2 separate regions of the Bombyx mori genome follow, and region 2 is linked to region 1. Evidence: chromatin contacts called from public Hi-C data. All regions are on one chromosome and are shown on one strand. Each heading gives the region's core, a stretch centred on a gene start, on an enhancer-like site or on the middle of the called end of the contact. The rest is flanking DNA. Distances are from core to core; before and after follow the strand shown.

Region 1 (2,881 bases), core at 222-2,721:
GGAGGTCGCGATTCCCATTCCGTGGTAGATTCAGCATATTGATCTTGCTAGGGCCAGTGTTGGCACTCTCTCTCAGGTTGAGCCCGTGAGCTTGCCTACCCGTCCGGGCGTAGCTACAACAGTCCCTTAGGCTACCAACGATTAGGTCGAGAGAAAAAAAACTGACAGTTTATTAAAGATGATTTACTTGCTTCTAGATTTTCTCTTAATTTACACGATCATGCATCATACATCGTAAATATATTTTGATAATTTAAAACACGCTTAATAATATTTACAAAAAGTAAATAAATAATCTATAATAGTACTAACCAAGTCTTACACTGGTTGCCATAATGAAACGCGCGACGCCATGTCTGTTATTACCTTCCACGTGCGAAGAGTGCAAACTACAGCTATCTCATGATGTCTGACATTAATAAAAGGCGCGCATTTCAAAAAAAGGGTTTTTGTCTGTCTAAATCTATGTATATTCTTGCAAGATTTTTTTGGTTTTTACAGTTTCAAGGTTTCTAACAGGAATCTGTATTTTTGAATAAACCATGATCGACTTCTAAAGTAACTGAACAAATAAAAGTAAAAATTGTATTCAACGAATTGAATGAGGATTTTACTAAGAAAACGCCCGAGCTTACGTGTAAACAAGTTTGGCTCCTTCGAGCTCCGGATAGTACGTACTGTCGTCAGTCCGTATTCGTTATCACCTAATGGATCATCAATAGATAGTACACTACATCAGGACATCTCTTCTTCTTCTTTTTCTCCACCTTATCCCACTAGGTCAGCATAGCGAATTTTTCTATTTCATTATATTCTATCAGCCGGCATCTCAACGCTCACTCCTCTTTCTCTCATATCGTCATTCACACACTCCATCCATGTCATCTTCGGACGACCTCTTCTCCCTTTACCTTACACTACCATTTCCACACACCTAGTCACACGCATCTTCTTTCTACGCATCACATATCCATACCACGCTAACCGTCCGCTTTTTAATTTGTTAATTACCGGGGCTACTTTCACACTTTCTCTGATATACTAGACACTCCGATATATACCGGGACGTGACCGTCGCCACCTAGTACTCGAGTGTGTGTGAACAGCCTGGACGGTTACCATCCTCGCGAGAGCAAGGTTCCGAGGTGTCTCTACACTATATGATTTATATTGCGTATTTATGGTTCGGTAGCCGGATAACATGAGGAGCGCCGTAAACACTTCTGACCATCGCATCACGCAGATAGTATAACAGTTATATTGTATCACTTTTCACATGCTGTTACATTTTACATGGACGTTTAGTTTATTTTCGAAGATACAAATAAGGTAGTCTGGTAACATAACATTAATGTTCACTGCACTATTTTTGTAATTTATAATGCGTTGCTTAGAGCGCGAGTTTATTATTCCAAATAAATGAAGTGTTTTACAAATCATTTGTATTCTCTTAATAATTAATAAATAAAAGTCATATTTGATTGTTTAATTTTATTGGACAACATCGAACAGAGAGCTCACTCGGAAGCACAGGCGTGTACACTTAGACAAACATGTGTACCTCAGATTTGTTTTTTATTTTTATTATTTAGATGTGTGGACGGGCTCATGGCCCACCTGGGATTTAGTGGTCACCGGAGCTCATAGACATCTACAACGTAATTGCGCCACCCAAGATATAAGTTCTAAGGTTTCAGTATAGTTACAACGGCTGCCCCACCCTTCAAACCGAAACGTATTATTATTGCTTCACGGCAAAAATAGACAGAACGGTGGTACCTACCCGCGCGGACTCACAACACGTCCTACCACCAGTAATTACGAAAACTATAATTTTGCGGGTTTGATTTTTACTACACAATGTTATTCCTTCACCGTGGGAGTCAATCGTTAGTATCAAGTATGGATATTCATCAGTAAAATCGGTCCCCACCGGCGGGATTCGAGCCCCGGGCGCCGCGTCCGGTCCGAGCGCGTCGGGCGCTTCGCCCCACAGCCTGCGACGACTTCAACTGCTTTTATTCGAACTTATATCGGCGAGTGTCGTTGCGGGCGCCCGGACGAAACTTACCAGCTTTGTGTGTGGACTTGTTTTAAAAGCTTTATATTAATTTACTACAGTAAATACAATCCACGACTTAATAACTTGACTTTACATATCTTTAATTTTTTTTTACATTCTTAGGTCGTTACAAAAATGCACCTTATAACTATACAACAATATTTATTTATAAAAATACAATTATACCTATAAATATACAATTATACCTAAAAATATGTAAAAATTACAATCTCTACACATAGGTCATTTTAATAGGTAACATTTGACAATTCATCAAAATTCAACAACGTAGCCTTGTAACGGCGGGCAAAATAATATATTTTTTCGTTTTGTTACAACTGCACACTTTTTTCAATTATGATTACATATTTATTGTAATAATGATCGATACGAGTAATTTTACGATTTGCTTTCACTAATAAACCATTCTAACAATAATAAACAATTTCTGATCTAAAGAACTGAACGTTGTTACAATGTTTCGTCAGTTAACACTTTTTCTTTTTAAACACTAGGGATGTTACTCTAAAAATCGAAAGCTGATAAGTAAAATCGAATGCAATGATTACTTGTGATCAATAACCACGTTGTGATTATAATAAAACACAATTATATTTATTATTCTTTTAACTAACTATATAAATACAAAAAACAAATAGAAAAATAATTGATGTTAGGTACAATGTAGGTGGGATGTTGTTGGCAACACCAGTGCCTATCGATGACGCCATTGCATGACGCAGCCTTCTGTCGTTGTGCGAAGTGACTGTTTTTGGTGTGCTCTCTGCTATTTTCTTCTGACCCGACTTTTTTATTGGA
Region 2 (2,953 bases), core at 428-2,927, 48 kb before region 1:
AGATAACATGATTTTATCGCATCATTCGTTATGAACATTGGCAACACTAGGCGCATGGTCTAGTCATTACAGACAGCTATAAACCTCTTTTGTAGAACACGGAACAAAATTTTACAACTTCACATAACTGATAATAAAAAAATAATACATAGCTGGGAATAAATCACGCACGGTAATCCGGCCCCAATATAGAATATGTGTTATAAAGACCGAGACAAAATCAAACGAGTCTGTTCATCAGACGATTGTTTGCCCGATGTGGGAATCGAACCCACGACCCTCAGCGCAACAGAGGCGCTATCTACTGTACCATCAAGTCAGTCAGAGATCCGCATATCGCAACAACTATTGCCTATTATCCGGCCGTCGGAAGAATACGCTAAAACCAATATCACATTTAGCACTAAATGACAAAAATTCACTCCAAGTTGACACAACGATTTATTTCTTAATCACACATATTTTTTGTCGCCCTCCTCAACCCAATGATAAAAGCAATAAAACCTCTCCTCAAAACTACATCGTGCGATCGCCATCCGCTAGAAAGACCTTCTTCCAGCGGCCGGATAATGAAATAAAAAATCCGTTTGGCGACCTCTATATAAAAAAAAAAAACGATCTAAAAGCGTCGCTTGCGCTTAATGCCTAATGTCCACTGGAATTTTATTGTATACTTTAGTAGCGAGTAAAAATACACGGACAGACGAACGTGAAAAACTTTAGATTGCGGCATTTAGATACGCTGCCATACGTTTCAATGTTTTTTGTGCGTTGTCCGTCTGTCACTCAATAGCGATACTGATTTACAAACTTTATCCTGCAGGACCCATTGTGTGATGTTAGGATATCGACGCAACTGATGCCACGTACCATTCATCATTTTCCATTTGCATATCGTGTCTCATGTCGTTACCATAGTTTTTTTATTTTTTATTATTTAAAAAACTATAGTTTATATATTTATTTACTGAAAATAAAAATCCCATTTAAAGCTGCGAATTTAAATAATAACTATTAATTATCTATTTACACATTTTATAACCATAATGATTTTAATTTTTGATGATTTACATTAAGAAATAATGAAGTATATAATGTTTTCTTACTATAATATGCAATTCATTCGATAAATATTAAGCTTATCGTGATCTTTCATAATATATGTACATATTGTACACACGTTTCATCATTGTTATTTTTGAAGAGATACGAGTATGAGTATCAGGCGATTATCATAATATGAACTTATCAGTTTTACTTCAGACTGCTATTTATAGATAAATAAAACCTTTCAAGGATCCGGGTTTAGAGTTTGTCTTTGAAGTTTCAAAAGCAATCTGTCTTTTTGAGACCGGTTGGCGCAGATAATAAATAATGATGCAGCATTTGCTAATTAGATAAACCATAACGATACCTATTCAAAATACTACCTAATATTACACACATAAACACGAAACTCGTGGTTACAGCAGGACATTTTGACGTTTCGTGACTCGCTCGCGTCAACGGCGCATTGAATCTTGATCTTCGTTTTCCCACGATAACTTTACCACTATTTCGACTGTAGTGCTTTACGAATTTAGTTCTTATATCTTAGCCGGTAACGCTTCAGTAAGATTGACGGATGTAAATGACATTTGAAGTTGGAGATAACATCGGAGCAGAACAACTCGTCGGTGTCTTTCAATTATTCACAAGCGGAATAGTGTGGAGCATGTATATTAAGTACAACTGTTGTATAACTCGAACACATTGATTTTTATCGTCGATAAGCAAATACAGTACATTTGGCAGTCTGTGATAATATCAATTTAACTAGTTTTACATGTGTGAGTGACATGACATGCTGTGAGCTCGTACGATTACTTATTTTGGCTATTTATATACCGCGCGTTCCACTTTGAAGCTTAGGGTAGACGTTATTCCAATGAAATGTAATTTTTTTGTTAAATTTAACTATATAGTTACTGGTTGTAGGACCTCTTGTGAGTCCGCACGGATAGGTACCACCACCCTGCCTATTTCTGCCGTGAAGCAGTAATGCGTTTTGGTTTGAAGGGGGGGGCAGCCGTTGTCGTTTTGGTTTGAAGGGGGGGGCAGCCGTTGTAACTGAGACCTTAGAACTTATATCTCAAGGTGGGTGGCGCATTTACGCTGTAGATGTCTATGGGTTCCAGTAACTACTTAACACCAGGTGGGCTGTGAGCTCGTCCACCCATCTATTTATATAACCAATGGACATGCCAAATTAAATAACTTCACGTCGCCCTATACCAGTATGGCCGGGTACCGTGGGTATCAGTGTTGTTCTATGGTATAGCAATGAGTAGAGACGTAGGTACCGTCTCTACATATTCTAAGTTGTTTCCACATACATACATCACGCGTCTTCTTAAACAATGTACGGCTAATAAGCTGGAAGCATGAGGTCGGCGTGATTTACAATATAATAATAGAAGTTGAGTATTATTTTATGGTCGGGCAGGTGGCATTTGCGGTAAACGACTGAAGCCAAAAGGTCATCGAGGTCCGTGAACCAAATAATTTCAATACATTCGTTCGAAGCGTCGGACGTGGCCTTAACCGCTATCCTGGTATGAACGCAAACGACCGTCTCTGTAGGGGTTCTTTATGTTAAATATAACTCTCATTAGGGTATATTATTATTATTTCTCTGTTGATATGTGTTGGACTGGAACAAATCTTCGATTGAATTATTCAATGACCTGCCTTGCTCTATAATGTATTATTTGAATTACTATCTATTTCTATGCATAATAGAAAAACAGTACGGTTTGAGGCTCAAAACTGAGGTGCAAATTGTAAGATCTGTCCGAAAAGTTAATTATTTTCTTTGTAACGCTCCCACTGGAAGTACTAGTCTAGTACAAGATATATGCGCTTAGTGTAAAGGCACGGACAAATGGACGGTTTTGATTATATTTTTTTAACA

What was found. Hi-C and Micro-C count contacts between places; a contact is called where the count stands out from the background.
Region 2: a Hi-C map of middle silk gland shows a contact between it and region 1, with 3 times the contacts expected there. The contact joins the enhancer-like site here to the promoter of LOC101743642 in region 1. A contact is called at or near these places in 7 of 7 Hi-C or Micro-C datasets (middle silk gland, midgut, posterior silk gland and 2 more).

Annotation. Positions count from the first base shown.
Region 1 is chr12:602,740-605,620 of ASM3026992v2, reverse strand. It overlaps LOC101743642, which reads right to left and starts at 1,471. Exons shown (of 7, transcript XM_021348484.3): 1 at 1-1,471. It overlaps LOC101744940, which reads right to left. Exons shown (of 7, transcript XM_038014441.2): 7 at 2,139-2,881.
Region 2 is chr12:650,740-653,692 of ASM3026992v2, reverse strand. All of the region lies in intron 2 of LOC101743642, which reads right to left. Among protein-coding and RNA genes, the nearest start is that of LOC101745085, 25 kb to the left of the region's middle. Within about 2 kb of position 1,677, at least 4 of the 8 cell types and tissues checked have open chromatin away from gene starts, as enhancers often do.